4 separate regions of the Mus musculus genome follow, and all the other regions are linked to region 1. Evidence: chromatin contacts called from public Hi-C and HiChIP or PLAC-seq data. All regions are on one chromosome and are shown on one strand. Each heading gives the region's core, a stretch centred on a gene start, on an enhancer-like site or on the middle of the called end of the contact. The rest is flanking DNA. Distances are from core to core; before and after follow the strand shown. Region 1 holds the start of Sdk2 (sidekick cell adhesion molecule 2). Region 2 overlaps Sdk2 (sidekick cell adhesion molecule 2). Region 3 has its middle 6.0 kb from the start of Gm11691. Region 4 overlaps Gm11690 (a long non-coding RNA gene).

The links. A called contact is a pair of places that touch in the nucleus more often than the background predicts. HiChIP or PLAC-seq counts read pairs in DNA pulled down with a chosen protein or histone mark.
Region 2: an H3K27ac HiChIP or PLAC-seq map of trophoblast stem cells shows a contact between it and region 1, with 3 times the contacts expected there. The contact joins the enhancer-like site here to the promoter of Sdk2 in region 1. A contact is called at or near these places in 7 of 115 datasets of contacts at active chromatin or transcription factors (embryonic basal ganglia, embryonic forebrain, embryonic hindbrain and 4 more).
Region 3: a Hi-C map of cerebral cortex shows a contact between it and region 1, with 2.1 times the contacts expected there. The contact joins the enhancer-like site here to the promoter of Sdk2 in region 1. A contact is called at or near these places in 3 of 484 Hi-C or Micro-C datasets (cerebral cortex, cortical neurons and embryonic stem cells), 6 of 115 datasets of contacts at active chromatin or transcription factors (embryonic forebrain, embryonic hindbrain, embryonic limb bud and 3 more) and 2 of 9 other capture datasets (adipose tissue and embryonic stem cells).
Region 4: a contact with region 1 is called in a Hi-C map of uterus, with 3 times the contacts expected there. The contact joins the enhancer-like site here to the promoter of Sdk2 in region 1. A contact is called at or near these places in 5 of 484 Hi-C or Micro-C datasets (cranial neural crest, embryonic fibroblasts, nephron progenitors and 1 more), 6 of 115 datasets of contacts at active chromatin or transcription factors (craniofacial prominence, embryonic forebrain, embryonic stem cells and 2 more) and 1 of 9 other capture datasets (pancreatic islet).

What each region holds. Positions count from the first base shown.
Region 1 is chr11:114,063,837-114,071,647 of GRCm38.p6, forward strand. Sdk2 (sidekick cell adhesion molecule 2) reads right to left here and starts at 3,193. Exons shown (of 45, transcript NM_172800.3): 1 at 1,967-3,193. The coding sequence starts at 2,042.
Region 2 is chr11:113,830,994-113,838,804 of GRCm38.p6, forward strand. Sdk2 (sidekick cell adhesion molecule 2) reads right to left here. Exons shown (of 45, transcript NM_172800.3): 23 at 7,624-7,733; 24 at 7,391-7,541; 25 at 3,825-4,062; 26 at 2,130-2,245; 27 at 1,261-1,450. Among named protein-coding and RNA genes, the nearest start is that of Gm51930, 31 kb to the left of the region's middle. Within about 2 kb of position 4,353, at least 20 of the 459 cell types and tissues checked have an H3K27ac peak or open chromatin away from gene starts, as enhancers often do. A contact at or near this core is called in trophoblast stem cells, where this site is marked.
Region 3 is chr11:114,253,902-114,261,712 of GRCm38.p6, forward strand. No RefSeq gene overlaps it. Among named protein-coding and RNA genes, the nearest start is that of Gm11691, 6.0 kb to the left of the region's middle. Within about 2 kb of position 4,035, at least 4 of the 459 cell types and tissues checked have an H3K27ac peak or open chromatin away from gene starts, as enhancers often do. A contact at or near this core is called in cerebral cortex, where this site is marked.
Region 4 is chr11:114,224,673-114,232,483 of GRCm38.p6, forward strand. The region is part of intron 1 of Gm11690 (a long non-coding RNA gene); the gene reads right to left. Among named protein-coding and RNA genes, the nearest start is that of Gm11690, 9.9 kb to the right of the region's middle. Within about 2 kb of position 5,074, at least 20 of the 459 cell types and tissues checked have an H3K27ac peak or open chromatin away from gene starts, as enhancers often do. A contact at or near this core is called in uterus, where this site is marked.

The DNA.
Region 1 (7,811 bases), core at 1,943-4,442:
GCCTAGCATCGAGGGAAAACAGCTACCAGAGTGTGTGGGGGGGTGGGGGCTGCGGGGGTACGGGGTGTGGGGGGCCACAAAGGTGCTTCTCTGATCCTATCAGGAGAATAGAGCTCTTCCTGGGAGAGGCATGGGAACGGGGAGCCATAACTTCAATAAGACACTGGCACCTTGGCCTCAGGAACGTGGGCAGCTGTGGAGGTAGCTGGGACGTGACCACTCTGAAAGGTGCTCTGGAGACACCACAAGGGCGTGGTCTTAGATGGGAGACCAATTGGTGAGCTCCCTGTCCCCCCAAGGCAAGTTACACAGTCCTGTTGGAGTCCGCACTAAAGTGGAGCTGAAGGGTTCCACACGAGCTACCCCTCAGAAACCCCTCCCTCCACGGCCAGCTCAGAACAAGCTGGCCAGGTACCCAGAGTGGAGGACAGCCCATTCCAACTCTGTCAGGGCCACTGTCCTGGGTCCCCACAGGGTGAGAACCCTACAGGAGAGGCTACAGAGGTACCCGTTAGAGAGAGAGACTCAGAACTCACCAGGTCTCTGTCTCTGACACCTACCCCACATATCAGAGTGCTCTTGGGCAAGTCAGCTCATTGCACAGGGCCTCAGTTTCCCCATCAGTTAAATGGCTACTAGAATTCGATGACCTCTGAGGTCCCTGCCTACTGGAAGATTTTATGATCACTATAAAAATAATAACTTTTATTGCCTTACATTTATGGCGCTCATTAGAAATTTTCGAAGTGCTTTTACCTAAATTGCCTTGTAAAAAGTCCTCTCCTCAGCCCTGTGAGCGACAACTGATCGTTTTCATCTCTGATCTTGGCTCTGAGGATTTCCTGACTTGGGACAAAGTAGGGACCCTTCTTTTCCGAGGCTCTGGGACCCCAGAAGTGGAGAAAGGCTCTGTAGGGGGATTGCGACGCCATCCCAGTCCCTACCGAAGCCCTGAAGCCCCTGGCTCTTGGGTAGGTCTGGCTTCTCTGTGAGCCTGGAAAGCCGAAGGAAATCTAAAGCTGAACCGATGAGTCTGGGGATTCACTCTAGACTACTTCTCCCTTTGCCCCCAGCAGGCGCCGCTCGGCCACCACGGCCACCACCATCTGGATCCTCGAACCCCAAACGCAAGAAAGCTCGGGTGCAGCCGCCGCCGTAGCCTACCATGACCCTCCAGGGGACCCCAGAGACGCGCGGGCATCCGCTGCAGGAGGCGGGGAGGGACAACCCCATCGCACCTCCTTTCAACACACCCACTGAACACCCACTAGCCCTTCCTCACCAGGCTGTCTGCTCTGGGCCGCTACAGATCAAAGCAGCAGTGGCCAGGCATCCAGCTAGTCCTGGAAGCTGGAGGCTGGGGCTGCCCGTTGGGTGTGTCGGGGTGGGGTGGGGGTTGGGTCTGCCGCTGTCCTCGCCGCTGGGCTCCGGGACCATGCCGCCAAACCGCCCCAGCTCTCGCGGCCACGGCCGGCCAGGCAGCCAGGCGCGGGCTCCCATACATGGCTAACCAGAGTATCTGCTCTTGAGGGGAAATCAAGCGGGCACCCTGAGCCACCACTACGGCTTCTTCCCAGCTTCTGCCCGCCCCATCTTCTCGCCCTGGGACCACACAGTGCCTGCCTGCCATGGTTTGCCCTTCCTTTCGGACGTCAAGCAGGACCAGGAGCTTAGGGAGTTCAATGGAGCCAAGACACAGAATGACGCGCCCCTCCTACCCCGACCAGAGAGTATCCACAAAGGTCCACCTCCCCGTAACCTCACCTTTCCGGTCCAGAAAGGTCAGAAGTATCAGACACTGCCCCACCCCAAACAGAGCTCCAAAAGTCGAAGAAGCGGGGAGCATTGAGACGTACAAGAGATGGTCCAGCTTGGGCCAAACGCGGTGTCTTAGGGGGGTTACCTCTCTTCTGCCCACCCAAACCCCTTCTCCAGTTCCACGTGGAGAAAGTCACCCATACCGTACCTTGGGCCCCGGCCGAGTGGATCCGATGCAGGGCCAGTAGAGTCCAGAGCGGCAGCCTCCACATGCTGCTGAACATGCTGACCGAGGGGTCCTCTAAAGTGCCCCCTCTTTGCGAGTTGCTTTATAATCCTTTGGAGTCCCGGGAGACTGTGTGGTCAAGTCCTGGACGCTATGCCCGTAGGGGCCGCACCGGCGACCCCAAATGCTTTCCCCTCTTTCTGCGCTGGCTATTCCGTAAAGCGAGGGGGAGAGCAGAAAGAGGCCAAGCCTCCTCTCAAATTCGGGGTGCCTGTATCCCTTAGCACCCCGACTCAGACTACGTCTCATAGGCAGGGCGACCCCTGCGATCCGGCCTGGTCGCTGGATGAGCTCCCGAATCAGAGGACAACTTCAGGAAACTTCCTCCTGGTGGCCACGTTGCCCGCCTCCCGCCCCTCCCCGCCCCCTGGTTGGGTTCTCCCGGGCCGACGTAGTCACCGCGGTTCCAGGCGCCGGGCCCCTGGGACTTGATGTAAGCGGAGCACAGTAGCAGGCGCGGGCGCCGGGTGTCTTTTAGAAGGGGCGCAGGGCTCGGGGGGCGCGGTTAGCATAACGGTCCGAATCTCCCCGGAGCCGAAGTTTTCTTCTCTTCTAACTTTGCAGAAGGCATCTAAGCGGGGCCGAGCCACCCTTCTCAGCTCCACGGTCCTCGTGCCCAATTCAGTGATTTCGGGGGTACCTCCCCTGGGGCTTCGGTGCGGGGCTCGCCCTAGGCTCTGAGCACCTCCGGCTAGCAAACTTTGCGGGTCCCACGGCCCGGCGCGCAGCCCCGTGCGCCCATGTCTGCGCCAGCTGCGGGCAGGGATGGATGCCCGGTTCGGGTACCCGGCTGGGCGGCCCAGGTTCCAGCCAGCGCCTGGGCACCGCGCCTCTTGCGGGCGATCCTGAGGAGGAGACCGGCGGGTCCTGCTCTCCGCCGCACCCGGGATGGAGCTCGGCGCGAGCCGCACCGGGAAAGCCCTGCCGGCAGCTTTGGGATCCGGGGTTTCGGCGCCGCCTCGGCCCCCCGGCGTTTTCGCCCGGCGCGGGGACCCGAGTCTCCACGGCTGCTCCCGCGCCTCGGCCGCGCCTGCTGCTCGCCCACCTCGGCAGCAGCTGCCTCGCAGAGCCTGGAGCTCTGGGCTGCCCGGGCTCAGCGTCCTCAGAGCTGCTCTGCTGCCGAGCCTGAGAGTCTGCCTGCGCCGAGCTGGAGCTGCGGGGGCAGCGGGAGCCGGAGACGAGCGCGGCGGAGGCGGAGACGCGGAGAGGGGGGCCGAGCGCTACCCCGTGGCCGCGACTGGAGCGCAGCCTGCGCGCAGGGAGGGGGCGGCGGCGGCCCCGAGCCAGGCCCGGGAGCGAGCCCCGCAGAAACCCAATCCGTGTGCGCGGCCGCGGACGCCTGGCGTCTCCGGGACCCACCGGAGGGCAGTAGCGCGGGCTGCAAGCGAGCCGCTCTCTCTGGCCCGGTCTTCTAGCTTCAGCCCACCCTCACTCCTCCCTAGAAGGCCTTATCCCAGTCTCCCATAGGATGAAGCCCCCAGTACCCCTCTGGATTCGACCAGGCAGAACAGTTTGGGAAGGGTGTGTGTGTGTGTTGGGGGGGGGGGGGGTGTCAACCGGTTGATTCCAGTTTTTCCTTCCCAGGTCAGACTCTTTAAAAGTCTGGAAACGCTCAGGGCGGAGAGCAAGATAAAGGGGAAGCCTGGGACTTGCAGAAGGCTGAGAAAGTGAAGTTGGTGCCAAACTCGTGCGTTCTTTGTTTCTTCTTCTTCTTCTGAGCTCCCCCTTTAAAGGCACATTAGCAGCAGAGACACAAAGGAGAGAGCCAGAGGGGTCCTCCCTCGTGGCCCAGGGAAGGGAGCAGAATGTACCTTCTAGTGTGGGAAGGCCAGGAGCTGGAAGACCCCTTTAACAGTTGTACTTACAGGCAACAGACGCCTCTACCTCCGTGGGCTCTTTTCTCTATTAAAAATATTAAAAGTAATATTTTGCGGCTGTGTTGGCGTAAAAACAAATATATTACTACATATTAAAACATTTTCTTTCATTTAAAAGTTCATTTAATTTTTCCCCTGATTTTAAAAGAAATTAAAACAGTTCCGTGGGTTTCCTAAAAGACGGTGTAGTCCCTGGCACTGAGCCTGCTGGGAAAAAAAATCAGTCTTGCAAGGTTGGTATTTCGGCTGGAAAAGGAAGGGTTGAGGCCCGTCACCTTTGCCAGCTTTTCTCTTCATGCCTCCAGGGCCCAGGTCTTCGGAGACACACCCCTGTGGTCTTCCAGTTCTGGTCATTGCCCTTCAGGCATCTCACTGACTTCGAGAGCTCTGCCTCATCTTCTCCAGTCCCCAAGCCTCTTCTCATCGCTATGGACGCAGGCACTGAACACCTCTCATCGCTCTACTGTTCTCTCCTCACCTGCCTTGGAAGAACAGCTTTGAGCATTTAGTGGAAATAGACGAAAAACCTAGCCTGCCTGTCTTCAGCTTTACATTCGTCCACTTCAAACCCTGCTTTTGTCTTTCTCCCTGGCAGTCTGAACCTAGTCCGGGCCTAGGGCTTGTTATCCGACTGAGTTTTTGACTGAGGAGTGGCTTTGGGGATAAGCAGCCTAGATCTCTCCCCCTTAGGTGGCCACGCCCCTCCCATCTCTGAGAAACCCAGATTCTGCCTCTCTACCCCCAAGCCCCAGACTCTGAACTACACGCTTGAGAGCTCAGGCCCTGCCCATCCCATCAGAAACAGCTGTTCTTTAGGGTGTTGTTACAGGGCTTGCTCACAGAGGGGGCCTGAGAGTCAGTTTTGCAGCAATTGCTTCTTAGCCAGCAATCGGAGCAGAGACACTGTCTGTGCCCTTGGGCTGGAGTTCGTGTGGGTACCAACGTCTGAAACCTTGGTGGATTTCTCCATTTGGGTCCAGTGCCCAGACTTGTAACTGCAAGAGTCTGAGCTAGCTGCTGCTCAGGTTCCAAATAGCATTTGTGCTCATCCTAAGAGCAGACCTTCTGAACAGGCAAGTGTGTCCTTACAAATCTAGACGCTTTATCCCCGGGATAGGATGAAGAAAGGGAGGGTGCTCTCCTGTCTTTGTGGGCTGTCTTCCATGCTCATGTGGTTAAGGGGAGTCCTTATCCCCGAAGCTCTCATCCAGCCTGCCTCCATCCATCTGGAAAAGAGAGAGCATGGCGGGTAGGGCGGGGAATCAGCCTATGCAACCACAGAAAGGTAGTTTTCTTTTTATCCCTCTGAGAGGAACTTGTTTCTGGAAAAGCCACTTGCAGACACCATTCCCCTGTTTTTGGTGCCCCTAGAATAGTTAGAAGGTCACAGGAGGGCTAGGAAGCGAGCTCAGTGGATAAATCATTGGAGCTCCTGAGTCTTATACGCTCCCTGAGAACCCGCCTCACAGAAAGCCAGACTGGTGGTGCTCATGTGAAATCCCTGTGCTAGGGAGGCAAAGACAGGTGGATTCCTGGTGGTGTCTGACCTGCCAGTCTAACCAACTTGGTCAATGAGAGAGCTTTTCTTAAAAAGCAAGGTGGACAGCACCTGCGGGTAGACAGCTGAGGTTGCCCTGTGGCCGTCACTCAAATGTAAACACACGTGAACCTTCACATTAGAAACACACACACACACACACACACACACATACATACACACACACACACACACACACAGAGAGAGATATGCAGAAGGTGAAGCTACTGTGGGTACCCCACCAGGAGGGTCTGTGTGCCTTTTTCAGGCTCTGCACCCCACTCTGCTCCCAATGCCACCCCCACCCTTTCGCTTGGACTTACAGATACAGGATACAGCTCTCCTGCAATGCTCTGGGGACAGGCTGGGTCTCCTCCTTTATTTAGATCCCATCTCCCTCCACCATTAGGATTAGTCCTTAGGCAAGACTTTTCTCCCTGTGTTTGCCTCTGAACCTAGACCGATGCAGACAGCAGCAGCAGAATTCACTTCAAAAGAGAAGGAAGTCCTGGCTGCTCCAGAACACCCCCCCCCCCAGCAGGTAAGTGGGTAAAATGGTACCTCTCCTAAGAAAACGCCCACGGCACACAAGGACCACCTCTCCATGGTTAGCGAATGGGTGTTATTTGCCGGGGAAACTTTATCACAGAGGGGACGCATCACTACTGTGTCCAGGAGGAAGACAATGGCTGGAGTAGGTAATGGGGGGCCTGTTTGCTATCACAGAAGATTACCCCCTTCTCTACTCCCAGCCTTGGACACGGAGCCCAGCCTCTGTTCCCTTCCATATAAACAGAGCTCAGGATAGGTCAGGCAGAGTCAGCTTTTTGATGTGGTTACTGTGTTAAAAAAATTTTTTTTTCTGTTTCAGTTTCTAGCATAACAGGAGCTAGAACAGAGTGTTCAATTACAGGATCAGACTGTGTGTTCCATGAGCACTGGGTGGCATCAGGGACCAGTGGGGACACCCTGGAGGCACAGACGGACGCTTCCACTCCCAGCACACATAGTCGCCCAAGTCCTTCACTGTCTGTGGGGGCTGCTGCTCAAGCTGCAAGGCTCCACCCCCAGCTGTGAAGCCCACGCCCACGGCTGTTTAGCTGACATTGAGAAGGCAGAAACAGTGAGCCAAAGAACCAGACATCACACCATTCAGAAGAGAAATGAGGGAGCAGAGAGGAGCCAAGGCCGAGGCGATCCGCAACCTATGGATTTTCAGAACAAAATTCAAGACCCTGTATATTCTTCCCAGCACCACGGTTTCAGCGACTCCTTCTTGGATTAGAGTTCCCTGTCCACTAGAACTCAGGGTGCTGTAGATAGGGATAGGTAGACTCTCCCCCCCCAACCCGCCCTCCCCCATGCCACGAGAGTAGGGACCTTCAGAAAGCATCATTATCTTACCCAAAGGAACTGAGAAAACAAGTTGCCTTGAAATACAGGTATATTAGTGAAGTTTCTCATCACGGTGACAAAACACCTGCCAGAAGCAACTTAGGGAAGGGGAGACTTATTTTAGCTCATAGAGTCAGCGAGAACAATCCATCACGGCAGAGATGAGCCTGGCTGAGAGGATTTCCTGGGTGGCCATGGGAACTTGGGTCGTGGGTCTTGTTCACATCTTAGGTAGATCAGGAAGGAGAGAGGGAGGGAGGGAGGGGAGGAGCTAGCGCTCCTGGGATATCACCTTCAAGCCCACCCCTAACCTCATCACCACCCCTACCTAACCCCAGCCACACACAAAAGTTCCAAAGGTTTTACAACCTCTCAGAGCAGCGCCACCAGCTGGGGATGGAGAGCATTGCATGGCAGGGGTGGCCATTTCCCACCTTAACCGGAAGAGGTTATTCTTAGTAGTAGTCTTCCATGTCGGTCTTTTGGACAATAGAAAAAAGGAAAGTCGAGTAGATGTGGCCTTTTAATCCCCTATAAAAAGAGGAAGGCTCTGGATCTTGGTCAGCTTGGCAGCCATGATGAACTCAACAGACAGGGTTACTCTAGCAGCAGAGACTTGCTTCTCACAGGGTCCAGAAAATCCAAGATCAAGGTCTTGGCTGATTTGGTTTCTACTAAGACTCTTCTTGGCTTAGCCAAGTTGTGGCCTCTTTTCTTTCCTGAGACAGGATTTTGCTGTGTAGCCCAAGTTTACTTCAGACCTGCCAACCTCCTGCCTCAATTTCCATATGCTGGGATTACAGGCTTGAGTGATCACACCCCGTTCCTCCTCTTCTTATAATTCATTATATTAACCCTGAGGATCGAATGGGGATGTAGCTCTGTTGGCAGAGTGCTTGGCTAGCAAGCATGAAGTCCTGGGTTCAGTTCCCAGCACCATATAAACTGGGCATGGTGG
Region 2 (7,811 bases), core at 3,103-5,602, 230 kb before region 1:
CTTAGGGAATGACCACAAAACTATCTATCCTCAAAATCAGGGTTATTTTACAGGGCCTAGAAGGTGAGATAGGATACGTGTGCCCCTCAAACAGGCCTTAGTTATTTAGCAAGGCCCCAAAACTCCAACTTCCTTGCCCATCATGTGTTGTGCCTGGGCTCTCAGAATGGGCAGACATGTGTTCTAAGTTTTTAAGTCTGTGCTGGAATGATGGCTTCACCCACGGCCTTCCAGATCCCAGCCTGGTCTGCGCTTTGGAAGGCCCAGCTGTGATGTCTTCTGCCTCCTGCTTAGCTGTGACCTGTGACGGAGTTGGAAAGTGCTCATCCTGCCTGCAGGGATCCTCTCTCCACACCTGGCTCCGCAATCCAGGTGTTTAGAAGCTCAGGGAGGGACCAAGGGTGCGCCCCAGACTCTGAGTGGGCTTGTTTCCCAGATCCATCTTTTATCCACTCCAGGGATGGCCCAGGGGAAGCTGTTTGGGGGGGTGGGGTTGGATGGCAGGAGCCTGACTAGTGTGGATGAGAGGAAGGTGTGAGGGGTGACATGAGGACAGCATGAGGGATCTAGTGGCAGCGGGGAGGGGGCACTCTTTCTGTGACACTTCATTCCAGCCCAGAATGTCAAGGAGATGAGATGTGTAAACTCAAACTTGGCCTTCTGGGTCATTATGTGGGTATATTTGTCAAGGCAGGAGGATAGAACATATTTAATTTAACAGCTCATTAGCTTGATTTATAGTTAGAATATACAGACATATGATACCGGGGCTTGCTTCCTTCCGCATTTGTCTGGGCCTTGCAAGTGTTTGTGGTGGGTTAGGCCATTTTCCTGTGTGTGGGAGAATGGAGTGTAGAGACATCTCTGTCAGCTTGAGACCGGGGGATTGTGCAGTGGATGGAGCTCTTCTGGTGTCACGGCTTTACAAACAGGACCAAGAGGCACATGCCCACGCATTAGACTCTCATAGATTTTGCGCAAAGCAGAGGACACCCCCCCCAAAACAAACAAACAAACAAACAAACCAAAACCTCAAACCTAACACCAAGTCTTTGTACTGTCTACTTGTCCTAGGGAGAGACCATGAGGACGAGTCAGACATCCAACTGTCCTTACCTGGTCCTTTCCCCCACTTTCCCTTATCGGCTTTGAATAGCATCTTCTTGCAGTGAGTTGGTAGCCTCCTGAGACTGGGGATCCCTGTGGGGGTGGGGCAGGAGGAGGGGCAGACCCTCTAGGCTCACAGGGATGTAGGCTTACCATCATCTAGTGTCCGCTCCAGGATGGGAGGGTGGCTCGGGCTGCCGTCGCCGATGCGTGTGAAGGCCAGAACCTGGACCTCGTAGAGCACATACTTGCCCAGGCCTGTGAGCTGGGCGCTGCGGGATGAGTTGCCTTCTACCAGCCAGAACCGGGGCTGGGAGTCCGAGTCCTTCTCCTTGTACCTCACCTGCCGTTGCCAACACAGAGGAGGGCCTCGGTCTGGAGTCTCCTCCAGGAGAGGATGGGGAATGGGGCAGGAACACTGGGCCCTTTGGACGGGCTTGGCCCCAAAGGGTTCTTGGAAGGTCTAAGACACTTGGGGAGACTCAGCTGCATAGTTACAAGTCCCCATAGGCCCACAAGGGAAAGTGGCTTACTTAAGGCTGCAGAGGGATAGTGACAGAAATGTGACATTATCCTATGAGTCTCACCTTTCAAGCTAAGGCTAGGCCACATGACCACATAGCCACATGACCACACGGTCACATGACCACATGGCTATCTAGGATCATATGGTCACATGGTCCAGAACAGTTTGGAAAAGAATTCTAGAAGATAATAGAAACCAGACTGGGTCCCTTAGGGCTGAGGGTAACACTTGAGGTTCCCAGATCAGCCTTCTGGAAGAGGGGAGCAGTCTGAAAGACCCTGTCAGCCACTCAGTCCCTAGATAACTTCCTATCCCTAAGGGGGTATTTCCTGGTTGCTGTGGTGATTGGTGGATGGGAAGCTAGGAAGATACCCTGTGCCTCTGCGCGGCAGAGTGATCCAGAGGAAGGAAGACAAAGACAGGACACCTTGGGTGGAGGGCCTAGAGAAGATGGTGTGCCCCCCCCCCCATACACACTTTGGGTCCCAGCATCTACCTTGTAGCCCAGCACGAGGCCATTTCGATCTGCCTCCGGGATCTCGCTCCAGCGGACCAGCATGCTGCTAGAGGTGGTGGCCAGAGCCGACACGTTGGTGGGGCCAGAGGATGGGACTGTGGAAGAGAGGGGTGATGAGGAAGAATGGGAATCCAGAGACAGCCCTTCCCCCCACAGTGGTGGGAAGAAGAGCGAGGATGTGGGGGGGCGGACCAAAGAGCCAGCTCCATGCTGCCAGCTCCGTGGGAGAAAGACAGTACACGCAGATCACAGCTGCAATCGATCCTATGGTGGTTTGGGGGAGGTTGCAGACGAGGTTTCCGGGGTCAGCTATTTCTCCCTAATTCTTTTCTGGGGATGTTAGGTGGGAGGTGGGGTCTCGTGTAGCCTAGGCTAGCTTTGAGTTCACTATGTTGCTAGGAGTGATCCTGAACTTCTGACCCTCTACCTCCCAAATCATGGGATTAGAGTTTCAATCATCATGTCTAGTTTATGCTGGGGAAGCAATTTAGGGCATGCAGTCTACTAATATATAATATAATATAATATAATATAATATAATATAATATAATATAATAATATCCTCAGCCCGGCCCCCAAATTTTTCCCTGTTCACAGTAACTTTTATTATTATTATTACTATTATTATTATTATTATTAATTTTATTATTGTGTGTACCCATGGTAGGTGTGTAGGGTGTATATACTATTATTATTATTATTATTATTATTATTTTATTGTGTGTACTCATGGTGGGTGTATAGGGTGTATGTGCTATTATTATTACTTTATTGTGTGTACCCAAGGTGGGTGTGTAGGGTGTATATGTTGTTATTATTATTATTATTATTATTGTTATTATTATATTGTGTGGTAGGTGTATAGGGTGTATATGCTATTATTATTATTATTATTATTATTATTATTATTATTATTTTATTGTGTGTACCCATGGAATGTGTAAAGGGTGTATGTGCATGTCCCAGTGTGTACATGGAGCTCAGAGGACAGTCTCACAGATAAGCTGATTCCCCTTCATCTTTATGTGTGTTCTGGGGATCAAAGTCAGGTCATCAGGCTTGTATGACAGGTGTCATTACTGGCTGAGCCATCTTGCTGTCTACCCTCACCTGTTTTGAGACAGGATACCACTGCATAGCTTGACTGGCCTTGAGCTCAGGAATTCAGCCTACACTGATTCCAGAATAACTTTGGACCACCTTGCTTTCCAGCCCACATAGCGAAGAAAGGCAAAGGTGGGCGCTCAGGGAGGGTAGAAGAGACATCTGACACTTAAAAAAGTGTTACAATGAACTACAAATTGGACACATGAGATTTCCCTTTGGATCAGGGCTCATAGTGTAGGAGGGAAGACCCCTTTCTAGGCTCCTTAGGAGAGATAGGTTTTGTTTCTGGAATGTTCTGAGATCCCTCGGTTGGGTGATGGGGTTAAGGCTGAGTGTGTGGGGCAGTGGCTGGGGTAGGCTTGGACAGCTTGCCAGTACTGCCAGTTATCCCGCACACTTCCCAAGAGTGGGGATTTTCACGGGGAGGGGCGGCACTGCGGGACCTAGAGATCTGGCAGGGTGCTCTGCCCTGGGGTGAGCACAGAGGCTAGCTGCTAAGCTGTCTGTAGAAATGGCCACAGCATGGTCTGCTCTTGGATGGTCCCAGAGGAAGAGGAGCTGTGGTACCTGACTCCCGGGTCCTGCCCACCACTGCCTGGCTCCACGGCCCGCTCCCGATGGCGTTGAAGGCCTGAACTTGGACGCGGTACTCTGTCCACTCCTCCAGGTCCTCAATAGTGTATTCTCGCTCCACTCGGTCTTGTACCGTGTGGCTCAGCGTCTTGCCGTGGCCGTCAGAGCGGCCGTACTTGATCTTGTAGCCCACCGACTCAGGGTTGCCGTTGTATTCCATTTCTGGGAGGGGCTGGGGTAAAGCGGGGGCAGAGAGGTGAGGGATTAGGAGGGAGATCACTCTGTATTTCCTCTTTCCCACCCACAAGTTGAGCAGCCAGTGCCCAAAAGAGGTGCTATCCCCAGTGGAGCATTGTTTCCATGACTCTCCACACTGGACTCCCAGAGAAGCAACATTTTTGTTGGTCATTCACGTGGCTGGTCCTTTTCAGCAGGCTCAAAACCTGTCTGACCAGTGCGCTGATGAGCAGAGCCCTCAGGCTCTGGTGTCTTCCTGTTTAACTAACTCCCTTACTCTGGCTGTCAACACATGCTGTTAGTTGCCTCTAACACCTGGTCTTTACTCACACTGCCCTTGGGAGGAGGGAACCTGGGGGGAAGGGGTCCTTATATGGTCACCTTATATGCACGTTACTGTCAGGAAGTCCTGCTATTGAGCAAATCTCAGGCTCTCCCACTGGACTTCATCTTTCTCTTACTGGTTAGAGTCTCAGCAATGAGATAAGGCAGATCCTTTTCCTGGTTCATATCGCTCAGCAGGACAGGTCCTGCTTACTGGTTTAAGGTTGGATGAATCTGGCAAGGTTGGTAGGTGGTGGAGGTGGCCCTTTGGCCTCCAGCAGACACCAGCTGAGAATCTGGCTTCCACTCCGCCTCTGAAGCTGGGGTGTCTGCAGTTTCTCCCCTCCATTCTGCCTCCTCGGGCCTCTAAGTGCCCATAATCCACAGTGTATCATTTTCTAACCCACTTTATCCAATTCCTTGTAGCCCCTGCCTCACGAACCTACCCTCCTTTCACCTCCATATCCCTCGACAGACATTTAACTGACATCAGCTAGAGATCATCAAGACAGAAATGGATGGGCCCAAATGGCTGAGATGGGCCTGGCGTGCCACTCCCCTACTAGTTAAGGAGAAGTAACTGGCCATGTGTTTCATTATGAGGCAGATGGCTGCATGGCATAGCTGTTGACTTCCCATCCCCCACAGCACCCCAGTAATCCATTCTCTAACTTTTATGTTTGGAAATCTTTGGAGACAATTACGGAGTGTGTGTGTGTGTGAGAGAGGGGGGGGGAGGGAGAGGGGGAGAGGGGGAGAGGGGGAGAGGGGGAGAGGGAGAGAGGGGGAGAGGGGGAAGGATAGGGAGAGGGAGGGGGAGGGGAAGGGGGAGAGAGGGAGAAGGAGAGGGAGAGGGAGAGGGAGAGAGAAGCTGGCAGTGGGTAGAGAAGAGCTGAAGTTGAGGTCACAGGAGGCCAAATGTCCCACTTACAAACTCACAGTGCCCTGGGCCACTGGGCTAGCCCCAAAGTGTTGCTTGGGGTCTGCCTCTAGAAGAGGAGCCATAATTAATAACTAGCGTCTGTTGGGGGCTCTTGGTGTCAAGTCCTCTCTCAGCCACCAGCTCCTTCTTGGCATGTATGGTGCCGGAGGGTTTGTGCTAGTTTACATAACCAATGAATGCTCTCTCTTGGAGGCAAAGGGCTGTGTGATGAGAGAGGCCATGGGGCACCATCAGGTTGGCTCTATTTTTGTCAGGGTTCTGGGTCTCCCAAAGAGCAGGGATGCCAGCTGCTCCTCTTGCTCATGCCTGTCAGAATTATTCTTATCTGCTACACAAGTTTCTAAGACTACTACTGCTTGGGACTCCTGCTGGGGTGCCCTGTCCCAGCCAGGGTGGCCCAAGAGACACAATGTTTTGGTTCCTGGCTGAGAGATGACAATGTGTTCAGTGGCCAGTGCTGTGAATTTTGCGGCTCAGTCTTTTGCTGTTAACTTGGGAAGTGTAAGGAGGATGTGGGGGGTCCTGGGGAGGTTATGTGACCTCACTTTCTTCCTATGCAAATTGGGGGCGAGCCTCATTCTGCTATTGTGGGTTGATGAGAACATTTTAAGGATAGACTCTGAATAAATCACCCAGAATAGCTCCCAGAAGGGCACAGCGCATCAGCAAGTTACTTCCTGCAGGTCAATTGTAGTCATGACCCTCAAAGTAAGCATAGCTCTGACCTGTGGGGCTGGCCCCTTCCCGGCTTCCACCTCAGCAGCAGGTGTGCTCACTCTCTGACCAACTCTTTCTAAACGCTAGGTCTACCTTGTGGCTGCTTGGGTGGCTGTGGGCAAGTTCCTAATCTCTCTGAGCTTTCATGTTCTTAGCTGTAAATCAAGGTTCCTGGAAGGGGTCAATCAATGGATAGGAAGTTTAGGGCGTTTGCCACTTGGCAATGCTTCTAGCAAGCAGCAACATTACATCTGCCTCTCGGTCCCCCCACCCCGCACACTTGCGTGCGCGCGCGTGCGCGCGCGCGCGTGTGTGTGTGTATGTGTGTGTGTGTGTGTGTGCCCAGAGGACACTTTGCTTTTTTATTCTATTCTTTTGTTATTTTGACACAGGGTCTTACTAGGTATCAGTGGCTGGCCTGGCATTCCCTATGTAGAGCCGGCTGGCCTTGAACTCAAAGAGATCCACACCTATAATCCGAGGCTGGTTTTAAAGGTGTTTGCTTCCACAAGCAACTTCCCTACATTTAATATTTCTTGAGACAGGGTCTCGCACTGGACAGCTAGGTGAGGCTGGCTGGCCATCAAGCCCCGGGGATCTTTCTGTTGAAGTAAGGTGTAGTATTCCCTCCCAGCCCCATGCTCCCAGAAATAAGACTCAGACTCTAAATATATTTAGAAGGACCTTGACTATATGGCTAGGCTCTTCTCTGACTAGATCATAACTTAAAATTAGTCATTTATTCTAATTCTGAATTTAGCCAGTGGCTGGTTACTTGTGCTCAGGTACCAAGCATCTGTCCCATCACATCTTCCTGGGCAAATCTACCGTGTCTGGCTCTATCCCAGAATCCTTTCTGCCTACCGGATGTCCCACCTCGTATTTCCTGCCTAAGCTGTAAGCCAGATTTATTATCGACAGGTGTCAAATCCATACAAACACAAGAGATTCTCTCTACATCCTCCTGTCTCTGCCTCCCCAGCACCGAGACTACAAGCATATGCTAACATGGCTGGCTTTTTTAGGTTGGTGCTGGCAATTGAGCTCAGGTCCTCAGGCTTGTATAACAAACACTTTATAACTGGGTGAATTCCCCCCATCCATATAAAGTATCTTTTAACTCTCAAATCTCCTTTGAGCACAATGAACTACTATGTACAGGTTAGTAAGGAAGAAAAAAAAAAAAGTAAAAACCAAACCAAACAGGTGCATTCCCAAACCTAAGCCACAGGTAAAGAATTGTCGATATTTGACTAGTGACCTTTGAGGTCAACAAATTGATACAGGGTGGGGACAGTCCTGTGAATGTCCCATCCCACTGGCCCCGAGGGAGCCTTACCATCCATCGGAGCCACAAGCTGGTCTCACTGGCTGTGCGCAGAGTCACGTTGGCTGGAGCTATGTCTGGGGGCGCCTGGAGGGTCTGGATCTTTCTAGAAGGTTGACTGGGTGGGCTGGTGCCAACGATGTTCACTTGGCGCATGCGGAAGCTGGGGTGGGATAGAGGGAATGAGCAAGGTATGGAGGGGGTTGCCGGCTCCCCTCCCCCGACCCCTCCCACCTGTGCCTTACCTGTAGTAGGTGAAGGGGTTGAGGTCCGGCACCTCCATGGAACGGGCGTCAGGCTCATTGCCGAGTTGGTAGATGAGCAACCACTCCTCGCCCTCCCCGATCACGCCCACCTGGAGAACGGAACCTCAGACCTGTCCAACTTGCTGCGATCAAGTGGGACGCTCTGAGCCCTAGCACCTAGTAGGTGT
Region 3 (7,811 bases), core at 2,785-5,284, 190 kb after region 1:
GAGGGGCAGGCAGCTCCCTGCCTTCTTGAAGAAAGAAGTCACTGAGGAGCCAGGAAATGAGGGGAAGGTAGGGCAGAGACATGGGGTCCTCCCTGCTTCAGCCTTTCCTGGAAGGAACCCGGGGTCAATGTGCCGGGAGGTTTCCAAGCAATTATGAGAAGGAAGCAGCAGAGAAGCCTTTAGTTTTCTAGACATGTTCGGCAGAGCCTCCGGAGCCTGCCTTCTCGCCCCTTTTCTCATGATCTTTCATCTGAAGACAGCTATACTGACCCTCACCCCACGCAAGGAACGGGTGCAGACAGGGCTCCGTTTGAGAGAGTTGACAGTCACTTAGAGTCCGGGCCAGGACAAGGGAAGACACAGCATGGCATGAAACTGTCACCAAAGGTGCTAGCTGCCAAGGAGCGGGGTCCTACCCTGTCACCTTTGCTATTGGTGATGGCTGAGGAGTGCAGAGGTCTTGGAAGATGAAAATGGCCTAAAATTTATGAGGGTGATAGTTATTCATTGAAACACCAATAGCAACTGGGCCAGTGGAGTCTAGGCTTAGAAATGGCAGCTCAGTGAAGTTGCTGTTTAAAACAGCAAAGGAGATGAAGCTGCCCTATGCTGGCTCTATCTCACCTGCAGGTGTTCTGGTGCCACGAGGACATCTGGTGACCTCTTCTGCCTCAGCTGCCTTCTGCACTGAGAAGACAGCCCTCACCCAAGACACAGAGGGCATCTGATGGCATCCAAGAGTAGATCCCAGCTTGCCTTCCCAGAACTAAACCTCTAGCCTCACCTCTCCTCTGCCCAAGTGCCCAGCCTTTCCCAAGGCATTGTTCAAGGGAAGAGAGGCTCTGGGAAGGCTCAGCTGGATGTTTAGGGGGACGCACAGCACGCCAGTCTCTCCTATCCTGTGAATGGCACCGTTAGAACTCAGCACTCTGTCTGGCTCTCCACCCTGTAGAGTTGCGTCATCTGTACCTTGTTGTATGAAACCACTCCTGACCACTGCAGACCTTGAGCACTGCTGCCCCCGCCCCCAAGCCTCACATCTCAGAAGTCAGATCTGTACCCACCCTTCACAGACCCCATGCCTCTGTTTTTGTCATATCTCGCATAATTTACCGCTTAAGCAGGTGGCTGTGGAGTGTGCTAGCGGATGGCTCTGAGAGCATTCAGACACTGTGATTTTCGGGGCTGTTTCTGGAACTTCCAGCATCCCTACCAAGTCACTAACAGTGAGGTGAGAACTTCTTGCTCTTCCCTCCCACCCAGTCTCTGGGAAGCTCTGGGCTCCTGCTCCGTGAACTTGCTTGTTCTAGAAGCTTTGTGCAAGTGGGATCATGATGACCGATCACTGCCCCTGACTTATTTTACTTGGCATGATGGTTTTGTGTGTGTGTGTGTGTGTGTGTGTGTGTGTGTGTGTGTGGTGCGCATGCACATGCGTGTGGTTTTCGTACTGTGTGGGCACATGTGTGTGGAGGCCAGATATTGATGTGTTTCTTCTTTGATCGCTCTCCACCTTACCTAATTGAGGCAGAGTCTCTCACTAGAACCCAGAATGTGCCAATTTTGCTAGTCCAGCTAATCGGCTTGTTCTGAAAGAGTCCCCCTGCCCCCCATCTCCCTGCTCTGATTACTGGAATCACAGGCCATCACATCCTCTCAGACCAGCATCTACACAGGTGCTGGGCATCCAAACTCTGGTCCCCAAGTTTGCATGGCAAGCACTTTATCCACTAAGGCATCTCCCCAGCCTGGCTTGATGTTTTTTAGTGAGAGTAAGATCCCCCTAGCTGGACAGTTCCCATTTTGTTGGTCTCTTCATCCATTGCTTACACTGCCTCCAGCCAATAGCTGTTCTTCCCCCTTCTTGCTGCCTATTCGAGGGGTCGCCCACCGTTTGCCTTCAGTAGGCTTTGTAGCCCCCTCTCTGCCTCCCCTCCTTTACAGAATTTATGGAATGTCTCTCTATATTGAAGGAATTTATTGCAATGACTTACAATCTGTAGTTCGATCAACCCAACACTGGGCAGCTGCGAATGGGAAATCCAAGAAGCTAATAGTTGCTCAGTCCCATGAGGCTAGTTGTCTCAGCTGGTCTTCTGTGTAAGCTGGAATCCTGGAGAAGTAGGTTCCACAGGTGTGTTGGCTAGTACGAGCATTCTTCCATGTCCTTTTGTGTGACATTAGAGCTGTTTCTGGAACCTTATCATCCTTACCAATTCACTAACAGAGGTTGGAGCTTCTGTGGCCCAGATTGAAGGTGAGTACCACCATGCATGGATTTGGAACTTGCTTTGTCCAAGGCTGACCTCTGAACTCAGAGGTCTCCTTGCCTCAGTCTCCTGGGATTAAAGGCATGTATTACCTTGCCTGGGCCTAAGCTTTTCATGGCCACTGTCCCTCAAGACCTCCCTGTCAAGATCTAGGTCAGAAGCCTGAGTCTTTCAGCCTCAAGATCCAGATCACAGGTGAGCCCTCCATTTCTGGATTGTATCTCATTCCAGATGTAGTCAAGTTGACAACCAGGAATAGCCATCACAATACATTATTAACATTGTCGGTATAGGGCATTTACACCAGCGGAGAAAGAGACTCCATACCTCCTACACCCTTGCCCCTTTCCAATCTGAAGCCATTACTCATCAGCTCGCCACAGTGGAGTCTCAGGTTCTAGACAGAACAACAACAGAATGGCAGGCTCTCAGGTAGTCTTTTGTTTGGGCATCCCTTCACTTAACCTGTTTGGCTCATGTTTCAAAAAACGTCAGAACTTTATTCCTTTTCCTAGCTAAATAATATTCCCTTCTACTGGGTAGGAGGGACAGACCATGTGTTCCATATCCACCTGGTAGAGATTTGTTGTATGCCTGTTTTAGGGCTACTCCAAGCAATGACACTGTAAACGTCCACATGCAAGGTGTTCTAGATATACTTCTTTCATTTCCTAGAGCAGACATTGCTGTGTCTTCTATAGTGGCTCCATATCTAACCATCTGAAGATGGGTACAGAAACAGTTGAAAGAAAGTTGTTGGGGCAGCAGAAAAGGTGTTGTGGGTGGCAGCCTCACCAGCCAGGACAGAGATAGGTCTAGATGGGGTTGGAACCCAGCAAGCAGGCTCTTGTGAGACACTGGGATACTTTGTGTCTTATTCTAAGAGCAGTGAAAAGTCACTGAAGGTTCTTGAAAGAAAGAAAAGAACGTGGTTTGAAGTTCCTCATGAAAACATTGCATCAACCTGAGTGTGGTAGTACACACCACACACCTTTAGTCCTAGAATTTGAGACAGAGGCCGGTGGATCTCCCTGAGTTCAAGGACAGCCTGGTCTACATAGTGAGTTCAAAGACAAGCAGGAAAGGGGGCGGGGCAGGGGAGAAAGAGAGGAAGGAGAGTAGTCAGGGCAGACAGTCTGCCACATCTTCTACTCACTCCACCTGCTGTATAACTTCATCTGAGTCTCCGTTGGTCACTGTAACAAGATACCACAGCCTAGAAACTTCTAGTAACTGGGTGTGATTCTCTCAGAGCCCTGGAGGCTCCAGGCTGGAGTGATGGTGCAGTCAGGGCCACAGCCCTCTGAAGGTTCTGGAACAGGGGTCCTCCCTGCCTCTCTGTGTCACATCTGTTTTTGCTTCTGCTATGTGTGGGCTCTCTCTGGAGCTGCATACCCGGTTTCTTTTCTTCTTAGGAGGGCTGTGGTACTAGCTATTGGGTTCTGGCACCCCTTTACTCTAGCATGCCTGCACATTCACCAAGCACAAGGATGGAGGCTTCATTCCCTCAAAAGATCATGTTCTGGGGTTCCAAACCAACACAAGCTGGAGGACGCTCTTCGGTCTGTTCTTCACCTCCTTCCCCTAGAGCCCCCACTTCTTGTTTCCATCTCCCACTTCACCATTTCCCTTGGTGCCTTGGCAAGCTGTGCTCAGGGGTGCATGGTGCCTTACCCATGATCTCAGCTACTGAGGAGGCTGCTGCGGCAGGATCCCATGAGCCAGGAGTTCCCCGAGGCCAGTGCTGTTGACTTAATGCAGTTCCCCGATTGGTGGGAAAGTTCTCCCACACAGCCTTCCTGTGAGCTGTGCTCTGCTCTGCCTAGAGTCCCAGGGACTTGGCAGTGTTGTTGACGGTGCCTCCTCAGCGCTGACAGCTCTTAAGAAGCGGATACAGGCACCTTTGTGTCAGGGATGCTGTTGTCTGGTGGGGATTCTGAGGACATGGGTTGGTGATTCCATGCTGTAGTCTCCCAAAAGAGCAAGCCCCCAAAGTCTCTCCAAACTGTCTTCCTGGCAATTCAGAGTCCCCTCCTATGTACTGGAGACAGGCTTGGATCTTTGGAGAGAGCAGGAGTCCAGGTTAGCCCAGGCCACTTGAACTGGAGGTGAGAAAGATGCCCCTAGGAGCTCAGGCGACACCCAGCACTGTCTCTTAGCCACCCTGCCTTCCTGGGCTTTGCTCAGACAGAGCTGACATGGCCTAAGTCCAGCCGGATGCGGTGAGGAATATGTGGTGAGGAAAGGCTGTTGCAAGGGAGGCAGCTGTGAGAGCGACGACACCTCGTGCAAGCTCTCTCAGGAGCCTGTGCCGAAATAGAACCAGCGGGCTGTGGCAGGCTGGTGTCTGGCATCCGATGGCTGCTCTTTGATTTGAAGGTAAATGCCAATAGTGGATTGGGAGCTGAGAAAAAAAGCAGCTCTCCTCCAGTCCACCTTCCTGGCCCCTCCCCCTGATCCAAAGAAGTGGAGTCTGTGTCCCCCTGTCTGGGTGTCTCATAACTGCTGCAGACCCAGACACTCAGGTAAGCCAAGTCCAAAGTCAAGCTGTCATTGGGGTCATGAGGCTCCAGTGGTGACCCTATCCCATGCCTCTCTCCAGCTTCAGAAGGCAGCTGCCATCTTTGTCGCTCCTTGGCTGTGGCTGTTATTACTTCAAGCCCCCACTTTGCATCTCCAATCTCTGACTTCCCTTCCTGTAAGGGAAGCTGTTATAGTTCAATCTTATCTGAAGTCTAGGACCACTAACTGCAGATTCACATTCCTCCTTCAAAGACCCTGTTTCCAAGTCAAGTCACATTCTAGGGGTTTTGGATGGTCATGGATGCTGGGGAGGGGCCATTGAACCCGTGAAGCTGCTCCTGAGTCAGAACCGCCCTTTATCTTGCTATGGCCAATGGCATATGTCCATTCTAAAGAAGATCTGGGAGTTTCCATTCCCTTTGATAATGTTTTCACACAGTATAGTTTGGTCATAGTCTGTCCCCACCCCCAACGTCCTCCCAGGTCCTCCACACCTCCCTACCCACTCAACTTCATGAACACTCTTTCCCCCAATAAGAAAAAAAAAAAAAGACCACCCCAAGTCAACACAAAATATAGAAAACCACCAAACCATAACAACAACAAAAGGCGCACACACAAAACTATAAATTCCATTCTGTGTTGGCTAACTTGCTCCTGAGCATAAGGCCTGCCCAGGAGTGTGGTTTGATTGATATACCCAGTGCCACTCTGTTAGAGAAAACGGATTTTCCCTCTCCTATCAGGTATCAATTACAAATAGCTCCTTAGTAAGGGGTAGGATTTTGTGTCTACTTCTTCTCCGTGCTGGGATTTTGTCTGGTTATAATAGGAAGGTCTTGTGCATACTGTCACAGTCTTTGTGAGGTCACCTTACAGTGTCTGAATACACTGTTTCCTTGAGGTCACCTCAGGCTCTTACTTCTGTCTTCTCTTCCTCATAGACCCAGGCTCAGGGAGGAGTTTGCTTAAAAACACCTATTTGGGGCCGAGTGCTCCAAAGTCTCTTGCTGTTTGTGTATTGTCTGGCTTTGTGTGTCTCTCTGCTAATTACCAATTACTACAAAAAGAAGTCTCTCTGATGAGGCTTGAGCAGTACACTGATCTATGAAGATAGCAATATGCCATTGGTAGCCATTTTTATCCCTATGTTCTAAAGAAAAATTGTGGTAGTTTTTTTCTAGGGCCCATGGTCTACCTGATCTCAGATTCTTGGCCTCATTAACCATGTCTGGTGTCAGTTTCAGCTCATGCCCTGCACCTTGTTATCCAATCAAACAGCGGTGTGTTGCTTCCATAACATTCATGCCACTGTTGTAGGTCACAGGGCTCAAAGCTGGTAACCCTGATTGATTGATTGATTGATTGACAAGTACTTTTCTCCTCTTCCAGCACTACGGTGGCTAGTCCGTACAGACGAACCCTCTAGTTGAGCACCAATGTAATTCTTCCACATTTGATGACATATGTGATGTCCTCAGCTATAGGGTCATGGAGGATCACCAACACCACTGACTATAGCCTGCAATGTTTGGGAGGGTGGTCTATGGATCCCCTTTGGCCAATAACTCAACAAGATAAGACCCATTCCTGGCACTGGGGTTTTTTCTTGGTGGTATTTGATGTCTATAATAGGAGACATTGTCTCTCCTATTATATGGGAACTCCATTTAAATTCTTTTCATATGTGTATGTATTTTAAGAAGCTTTTATGGTGGTAAGTTTCCACATGGCTCTTCAAAAGGCCTTTAGTGTTAGTTGTCTCTGCCTGTATTCTCCCCCACCCCCTCCCCGTTTAATCTTCCTGTTTTAATTTCCCCTTTATCCCTTTATAACACTGTGGTCTATTTCCCTTTCTTTAAAAGATCCCTTCCTCCTCTCCAGTCCCTTATGAAATACCTTGCCTCCATAGATATTCTAAGCAAAACACCGGAATCTAAAGCTTAAAAGTGAAATCTACATATAAGAGAAAATATACAGTGTTTGTCTTTTGGGTCAGAAAGGGCGATGCTTCCACCTTCATCCTTTTACCTAAGAATTTTATATATCTTAAACAGCTGAATATTCCATGTTGTAAATGCATGTCAATTATCCTGCAGTTAAGAAGCTTCCATTCTTACAGCCGAACTCTGACAGGACCTGGGGACAAATTTGAGTTAGCCCATGGATGACCAGACCCTATCCCAGAAAGCTCCAATGTTACCCACCTATTGCCTCCAAATTGGCATGTTTGCCCCCGGAGGGAGGAGAGAGGCTCCGGAGGTTCTAGAAATTCATAAAGTCACAAAACTGACAAGGCCCCTTCTCATAGGAGGTTATAGGAACAGCAAACAATTGCTGAGGTGACTCTCCATTCAGCTGAGCAGCCTGAAAGTCCACAGGGAAGTCCAGGGAAGCAGCTTTCACGAATGGTCATTCACACTGGGTGGGTGGGGTGATGCAGTCATGTTTGGGTCCCCATGTTCCACTAAGGAACCCCCAAAACCCCACAGGCTCACCAAGCTGGATGTGAGTATGAATCATTCCTTCAGTCTGTCATTGATTTCCTATCTGAGGTGAACAGATATTTGTTCACGACTCCCTAGGACAAGTCACATGCTACCTGGTCATTCTGCCAACAAAGGACAGGCCAGCCTCCAGTGCCCAGTGTCTCAACCACCCAGCAACTGTATAAATGAACTCAGCTTGTCTTGGTAGAATGTTCCAGATCAGCTGAGCCCACAGTGTCACAGTTGATAAATGGCTGCTTTAAGCCACTAAGTTTGGGGCTGTTTGTTATGTAGCGGTAGGTGACTGATTCACTTGACATGAGTGTTTCAGGGCTAATGGGGGAAGAAGATGCCATTTAGGTGACCTAGCTGGGTGTAACAAAGCCCCGTGGTTTATGCAGAGCATGTCATGCGTGCGCTGGCTGTCTAGATATCTGAGCAACGAAGCTACTGAATTCAGCAGTATCCACGCAGCTGTGGATCTCCAACCTCCTTCCATAATCCTTTGAAATAGAGCAGTGCACACAGA
Region 4 (7,811 bases), core at 3,824-6,323, 160 kb after region 1:
TTCCCTTTAGCTATGGGACAGTTATGTGTGGAGCTTCTGTTAGAAGAAAGAGAAACTGTGATGGGGAGGGGTGGCCTGGGGGAAGGGTACAAGGAACAATTGGAGCTGCCCCATGGGGACACTTTTTGATAAACTCTGGAACAGACTGTGGTTGCCCCACTGGGGGTGACTAGACACCTACCTGAAGGAGACACTGCTACAGGGCTGCCTGGGAACAGGAAATTGCCCAGCTCTTCCTGTGGGCAGAGCAGCCCGCCAGCTTGGGGAAAGCCCTCTAGCTGGCAAAGTAGTGTAGATCCAGGTGCCTAGAGGCTGGTCAGGTCTTGTTCATGGAGCCCCAAGGTCACAGAGATAGGACTTAAATGTCATGGCTGTATGGCTTCAAGCTTAGATCTTCTACGCCCAACTGCCTGGCCTGGGCTGCAGCTTCTTGTGTGGCTGAGGGTAGGATCTGAGGGGTATGGCTGGGTACCCACAGTACCTGCTGCAGCCTGGTCCCACCCAACTCTTGGGCATCCAGTGGGAGAAGCCTGGTTAGAGATCCCAGGGGCTCTGCTTTAACTGTCTTGAGAATGCTCACAGTCCCGAGGGATGTCAGGGAGGTGATTGTATGAGGTTTAAAGGGAATCATTGGTACAGTACTGAAACTTACCGCCAAAACGAAGCAAGAGAACACCCAGCAGGTTTTACAGTTTGCAGCCCTAGGTGGGCTCACTGGGGATGGAGGGGCTCACTCCAGGATAGTGGGAGAATAAGTATCATCCCTGGGGGGACACAGGGAGAGACCTCAGCCATCTAGAGCGTTTCAGAACATCTATCCTCGAAGCTGCAGCTTGGCATCTTTCCCCTCTCCCCACCACACACCCCTACACCAGCCCTGGAAGTTCAGGGCCCATAGGAGGCCTAGCTGGTCCTTGGGGGCTTCTTTCCTCCTGTGTGGAGGGTCCTTTCCTAAGGCCGCCTTCTCCTTATTGCTACTTAGCAGGATCATTGTTAACCCACTAACCTATACGGCCATATGTTTATCTTCTGTGCGTCTGGGTCTGTGATGAGACAGTTACGGGAGATGGTAACCGCTCTTGTCTTCCTTCAGAGCCTAGTCCTTGGGCATTCGGCCTCAATGGCTCTACCCACCCCAACCCCCTCTGTACTGTGGCTTCGTGTATAGGGAGGGGGTTATGTCTCAGTTGCGATAATCAGATGGCTGCAATCACCCTTAGAGGAAGGGGAGGGGGTCATGCTCGTGCTGGGTCACTAGAGTGCAGACATTTATGGGTGAATGTTACAAGGCAGATACTTGTGTATACTTTATTATTATTATTATTGTGCATGTATGTAGCATGTGTACATGTGCATGTGCATGTTGGTGTGTGTGTGTGTGTGTGTGTGTGTGCACAAGCATGTGCCCTGGTATACTTGTGAAGGTGCGAGAACAGCTTTCAGGACCTGGTTCTCCTCTCCTACCTGACTGAGACAAAACCATCTTGCCATTTCTGCTGCACTGAATACTTCAAGGCAGCTGGCCCAGGGCCCATGATCCTCCTGTCTCAGCCTCCTATCTGCCAACAGAACTTCTGTGACTTCAGGTTCCTACCACCACATTCAGCTTTTTATGTGGGCTCTGGGGGTCAAGCCCGGGTCATGGGGCTTGCCCTGTCAAGGCCTCACCCTCTGAGCCTTGACGGTGCACGTGTACATGGTGTTTTTAAGTGTGTTCGTGTGTCTGTAGATTTGGATGTGAAGTGAAGTGCTTATCTATGTCTATTCTTTGTATATCTCCTCCCTACCGAGTGTGTTCATGTGTGTGTGTGTGTGTGAAGAGAGACAGAAGCAGAGAACGTCCTTCACCACCCTCTTTCCCCAGCATTTCAGAATGAGGATGTCACAGCCCGGGACCTGACTCCATAAGTCTGAGCTGCATCTTCCCACATGCACAGCTCCGCAGATTTTCAAATATTTATCCTCCTATATTTAAAATCTGTGAAATCTTCCTCTCTCTTCCTCATACCTTATGTGCTCGTGAGTTCTCTCAGTCATCAGCCCCCTCTTCAACTCACTTCCTCTTTGTCTCTGGATATATATGTGCACGCACGCGCGCGAGCGCGCGCACACACACACACACACACACACAGAGAGCTAAAGAAAGAGAAACCTGACCGTATCTTGCACTTCTAAGTTGGCCACAGTAAAGGGCACATGATGCCAGCCCTCTGACACACATCTAGCCAGAGAGGGATCTGAGCTCCAATTGCTTCTGAGGAGAAAGGCTGCCCTCCACGAGGGGTTGCCCTGGCTGCCCCTAAGCTGCCCAGAGGAGAGCTAATTGGTGCTTTCCCAGAGCTTGGAGAAGAGCGCTGAGAAAACATCACTCTCACCTGGGCTGCAGGTGGCTTAGGGTCTTATCTCCCAGAGCTGTGATGTCTAAGAAGCTGCCTGAGGGGCGGACGCTCCCTGGAGGTTTCTCCGTCTGATGGGGTCTGAAGACTCTCTCCATCCAGCACTGAACCACCCACCCTCCCATGAGAAAGAGCATGAAGGGGCTGGGGAGGGGGCTCAGTCAGTAACGTGCCTGCTGAAGAAGCCTGAGGCCCTGAGTCCAGGTCCTCACCACAGGCAGAAGTGTGGGCTTATAACCCCAGCACCTACGAGGGTCAAGGGGTCACAAAGACAAGCAGCTCGATGGAGCTTGCTGACCAGCCAGCTTAGATGAACCAATATGCCCCAGGTTCAGTGCCAGACCCTGACTCAAAATAAATAATTAAAGAGCAGCAGAGGAAGGCATCTGACTACGACCTCTGACTTACACACACCTACACATGCACCTGCATACTCATATGAATACACACACACACACACACACACACACACACCTACATGCACAAACAGGGAGGAAGGAGGAAGGAGGGGAAGAGAGGATGGAAGGGGGAAGGGAAGGGGAAAAGAAATGGGAGGTGGAGAGGGGATATTGTTGTGCTGAAACCCCACTCCTTACATAGGCTGAGTCTTCTCAGCCCATTCACCCAGAGCCCTTTCCCTCTGAAGCCCTGGAAGGACCCTACCCCACCCGCCAAGGCTCTCGGGAAGGTTTCTCACTGTAGATTAATGGCCACTCAGGAGCTTGGCTGCCCGAGGCCAGCATGTGGAAGGTGCAGAAAGGGCTCCTAAATGGCACAAGGTGGACAGACACAGAGCTAGGACAAACCTTTCTGCATCAGAGTATAAATGATGGCAAGAAGAGCCTTGATAAATGGGCGCAGACAGACACATGGGCAGGGACAGACAGACACAGGCTGGGTGGCCTTTGTCTGAAGCATTGAGACCAGACGGTTTTCTTTTCAAACATTTGGGTTGCTTGTGTTTCCATAAGGAAACATCTTGAGGATGCGACCCAATTCGAAAACCAGGAAACATTTCTATGGTCCTCGGCATGGCTCACCCAGTGGTCACTCTCTGAAGGTTTACATAACTTCATTTTGGCTATGAGCTTCCACACGAGATTGGGGTGGGGATTTTTATTTGTGACATCCTCTGAGAACTCAGGAACCTTCTGTTTCAGAGGATTTGGGGTTTGGAATTTTCAGATTAGGATGTTCAACCTATGTTCTCAATGGCTTTTCTCAGCTCTCCTTGTTAAAAGTGCAGTAGTTTATTTATTTATTTATATGTGGGTGGGCTGCGTGCATGCCACGTGGTGTATGTGCCTGTGGAGGTCAAGGGCAGCTTATTAGATTCACCTCTCTCCTTCTACCATCTGGATCCCAGGGGTCAAACTCAGCAACTTGGCAGCAAGATGCCTTACGTGCTGGGCCATCTCTCCGTGATCTCTCTTAGCACTTCTAAGAAGATGGCATTATGCCCGTTTCACGCTAAAGCAGTGATTCTCAGCTTTCCAATCCTGCGACCCTTTAATGCAGTTCTTCATGTTGTGGGGAAACCGCCCCCCCCCCCCCGCAAACAGAAAATTTTGTTGCTGCTTCATAACTGCAATCTTGCTACTGTTATGAATTGCAATCTAAATACCGGTGTTTTTCAATGGCCTTGGGTGACCCCCGTGAGAGGGTTGCTCGTCCCTGAAGGGGCCGTGCCCCACGGGTTGAGAACCACTGCTCTAGAGAGAACTGTAATGCAAAAAGGGTGAGTAACTTGTTCAGAGACCCCCACAGAGTGGGGCTGTCAGCCCAAGTGTGTCCAACTCTAAGAATGGGGCTCCCGGCCACTGTGTGTGAGTTTCCCAAGCTGTTGTATAGAAGTATATTAGAAAGAGAAAAAGTTGGGCTGGGGTGTTGGCTCAGTTGGTCAGGGGCTTGCCTGGCATTCCCCAAAAACAAGGAATAGAAGGGCTGTCAAGAGGAAAGCCATGGAGATAGTTGGGAATGAAGGTGGCACTGAGTCTGCTTGCCCCTGCCCCTGCAGTCCCCTGTACTCCTGAAGTGGCTGGATAGACCTTATCCATTTTCTCCTAGTCTCTGTGGCTTCCCAGGGTTGAAAAGGAAGAAGTGAAGACAGGCAGTCACATACCCTGGAAACTGTCCTGTAGGGTCACCTATGGTTGGTTTGATCCTTCCACCCAACAGGTCCAGCCACTGTCTAGAACTTACCCTACGGGTGGGTGGTGTTTGTAATCCCTCTCCTGACCTCTGGGGATCAGAGTGCACATGGGGTTTTGCCGACATGACACAAACTAGAGCTACCTAGGAAAGAACCTATCGGCTGGGATATTTTCTTGATTGATGTGGGAGGGTCCAGCCTGCTGTGGGCGGTGCCACCCCAGGGAGGTGGTCCTGAGAAAGGATGCTGAGTGAGTCACGGGAAGCAAACCATTATGCGATCTCCAGGGTCCTTCTTCAGTTCCTGCCTCCAGGATCCTGCACTGAGTTCCTGTCCTGGCTTCCCTTGAAGAGGGACTGTAACCTTTAAGTCAAATAAACAGTTTCCTGGACCAAGTTCCTTTGGATCAGTGTTTTATCAGGGCACCAGAAAATCAAATGAATACAGCCTGTGACCATTCAACAGATCCCGCCCTATCGTTCCCCGATGGAATTTTATGAGGCTCTCTGGCAGCTTGTTGGCCCTCATTACTACCAGTCCGTGAGTAAAGACAGGAATTTTGCCTCTTCTAACTTACAATGTCTGTTTACTATTCTCCTGGAAACTGCATGTCGAATAGCTTGCTTCATACGCTCTAAGCACGGGTTTCTCAAACCAGTAATTGTCCCTGAGGGCCAGATGGGAAGTCAGCAGTTCTCTACAACTCTTGACTCTGACGTGATTTTTTTTTCATTTCCAGGAACAATCTGACAGAGAGAGCCTCAGATCGGCTGCAGCTGTTCCTGACCTGATGACTTCTGGCTTCATGGAAGGAGTTGTTTATTGCTCACGAGTCATGGACACACCCTAGGCAGCTGGGAGATGCTTTAAGGATCGGGCACGGTGTAGATGGCCACCCCACAAATCAGCTGGTAATGCTGACCTTGGGTCACACACCAGATTGTGTTTTGGCCTCTTCCTTTTTTTTTTTTTTTTTTTTTTTTTTTTCCGAGACAGGGTTTCTCTGTATCACCCTGGCTGTCCTGGAACTCACTCTGAGTTCTGACCAGGCTGGCCTCGAACTCAGAAATCCACCTGCCTCTGCCTCCCGAGTGCTGGGATCAAAGGCGTGCGCCACCACGCCCGATGGCCTCTTCCTTTTGAGTGTGTATTTTAATGACTTGAAATTCCCTTTGGATTATTTACATTGCTCTCTTTTGATAGAAAGAAAGAGGAAATGTCAGGAGCCTCCTTTTTTTGTGGAATGTGGCTCAACTGTCACAGAACAGCAAGGGCCACACCAGACACCATCCTCAATGACTCCAAAACGCAACCCTAGGAATCACTTCTCTGATGCAGAGCGACTTGTGTGGGGATGGGTCTCTCCACCAGCCTCAGGAAGCTCTTTCCCGTCCCTGTAAGCTTCTGGTAGTGCCAGATGATTTTTGGTTTGGGACAGTGTCCTTCCACTCTTTCTCTGGCACATGCCTTCTCTCTGGTGGGCTCACACTTCCTGTGGGACTGTGATAGGCAGCCTATTTTGGTTGAATGAGGCTTGCTCTGGGGATCCAGTAGAGAACTCTACAAGGGACAGAAAAGCGAGCTACGTTCCCAGAGTCAGGTGCCTGACACCACAGAGCCCCCAACTCCATAATTCTGTGACTATCAGTCACGCAGACAATGTCCCAAGCTCCTGGCATTCTGGCTAGACTCCACCCTCACAGTTACCTGCCGATAACCAGATATGCTTTTCCCCACGGTTACCTGATAGCCCAGCCCATTATAAAAGGGACTGCTTGGCCCCTCCTCACTCTCTCTTTCACCTTTCTTACTCTCATCTCTAGCCCTCCTTCTTCCCGCGCCCCCCCCCCCGCCCCCACGTGGCCATGACCAGCCTCTCTCTTTCTACCTTATCTCTTTCTCCCTGCTCTAAAACCGTAGACTGTCTCTGCTCATCAAGGCCTGCCATGCTTGAACGATGGGATAGGCTTTCCCCTAAAGAACCGTGTCTAACCTCCCACTGGAAGGCCTTCCTGCACTCCAGCCACAGACTGGACCAAAGACTCTCGCCCACAGGGGACCACACAGCGCTCCCTCTCCCCCTACCCTCTCTGCCCTTCCGCCCCAGAGCTGACTGAGCCGCCCGGGCCCCCATTTCTTCTCTGCTCCTCCTCGGTATCCAGTGTGGAATGCTGGAGACTGAGAACCTGTTCTAGGACTGCCCCTTGTCCACCCCCTGCCAAGCTGGGTCAAGTCGCTTCCCACAGCCAGACACCCACACGGGGGCCAGGTGGAAAGTGTGTGGCAGTTCTTCCTTGTCTGCCCATCCAAAACACTGGAACTTTGGTGGGATGTGGGTTTTCTCACTCCCTTTTTCCCCCATACCCACTGCCCCACAACTTCCACTTTACAGACATAAGTACTGAAGCTTTAGTGTCCAAATGGCTTGACACCCACAAAGTTTGTATGTAGCTATGTGATGTTTGCACCCAAGAGCATGTAGCTTCATAGCTGGGAGGCAAGACCCTGTAGATTCAGGCAACAGTCTACTACGTCCAACCTCAGTCAAGTCTGTTGATCACTCCCCTTGGATTGTGAATGAGGTTTTGCTCGCAGCCAGAAGAAGAAAGCATCCAGATTGGACCTAGAGGCCCACAGGATCCGAGTGAGGAAACACCTCTGACCTCACCTTGCCAGTGAGCTGGGGTAGCCAGTCAGGGCTTGGAGGGAGGGCTACTGCAGATTCCCTTCTATTCTCAAGCCTTCACCCATACCCTCCCAGACCAGCTTGTAGAGACACTAGCCAGACTGGCTGGGGGCCCAGGGAGGAGGGCTCCAGCTGGAGCCTGCTTCACCAGCACAGCTAGAGTTGTGCACAGCAGGGCTGGGGCTGCCTGTCTTTCCTCTCAGCTGCACTGTTGCGGCCAGAGGCTGGCTGTCCCCCATGGATTCTTCCCATTTGATATCCTAGCTTTCATTCGCTTCACCCAGACATCCCACCCTAGGAGAAAGACGCCACCATTGTGTGGCCCTGGTAGAGAAGAGCTGCATTAGCCCTGGCCTGTGTACCTCGCTATAGAAACTTCTGGGGACACTGACCTAGAGATTCCCCACTCAAAGCTTTTGCTTCCACCCCCATTTGTCAGATTCAAAACACAACTACTTATGCACAACTAAAGCTGCTAACTGTAAACAGGAGCCTTGGAGAAGTGGCCACTGTGTGTGGGCTTTGAACCCTATAGACTGCTAGCCCCTTAGAATCCCTACCCTGAGCGGATGGGGGT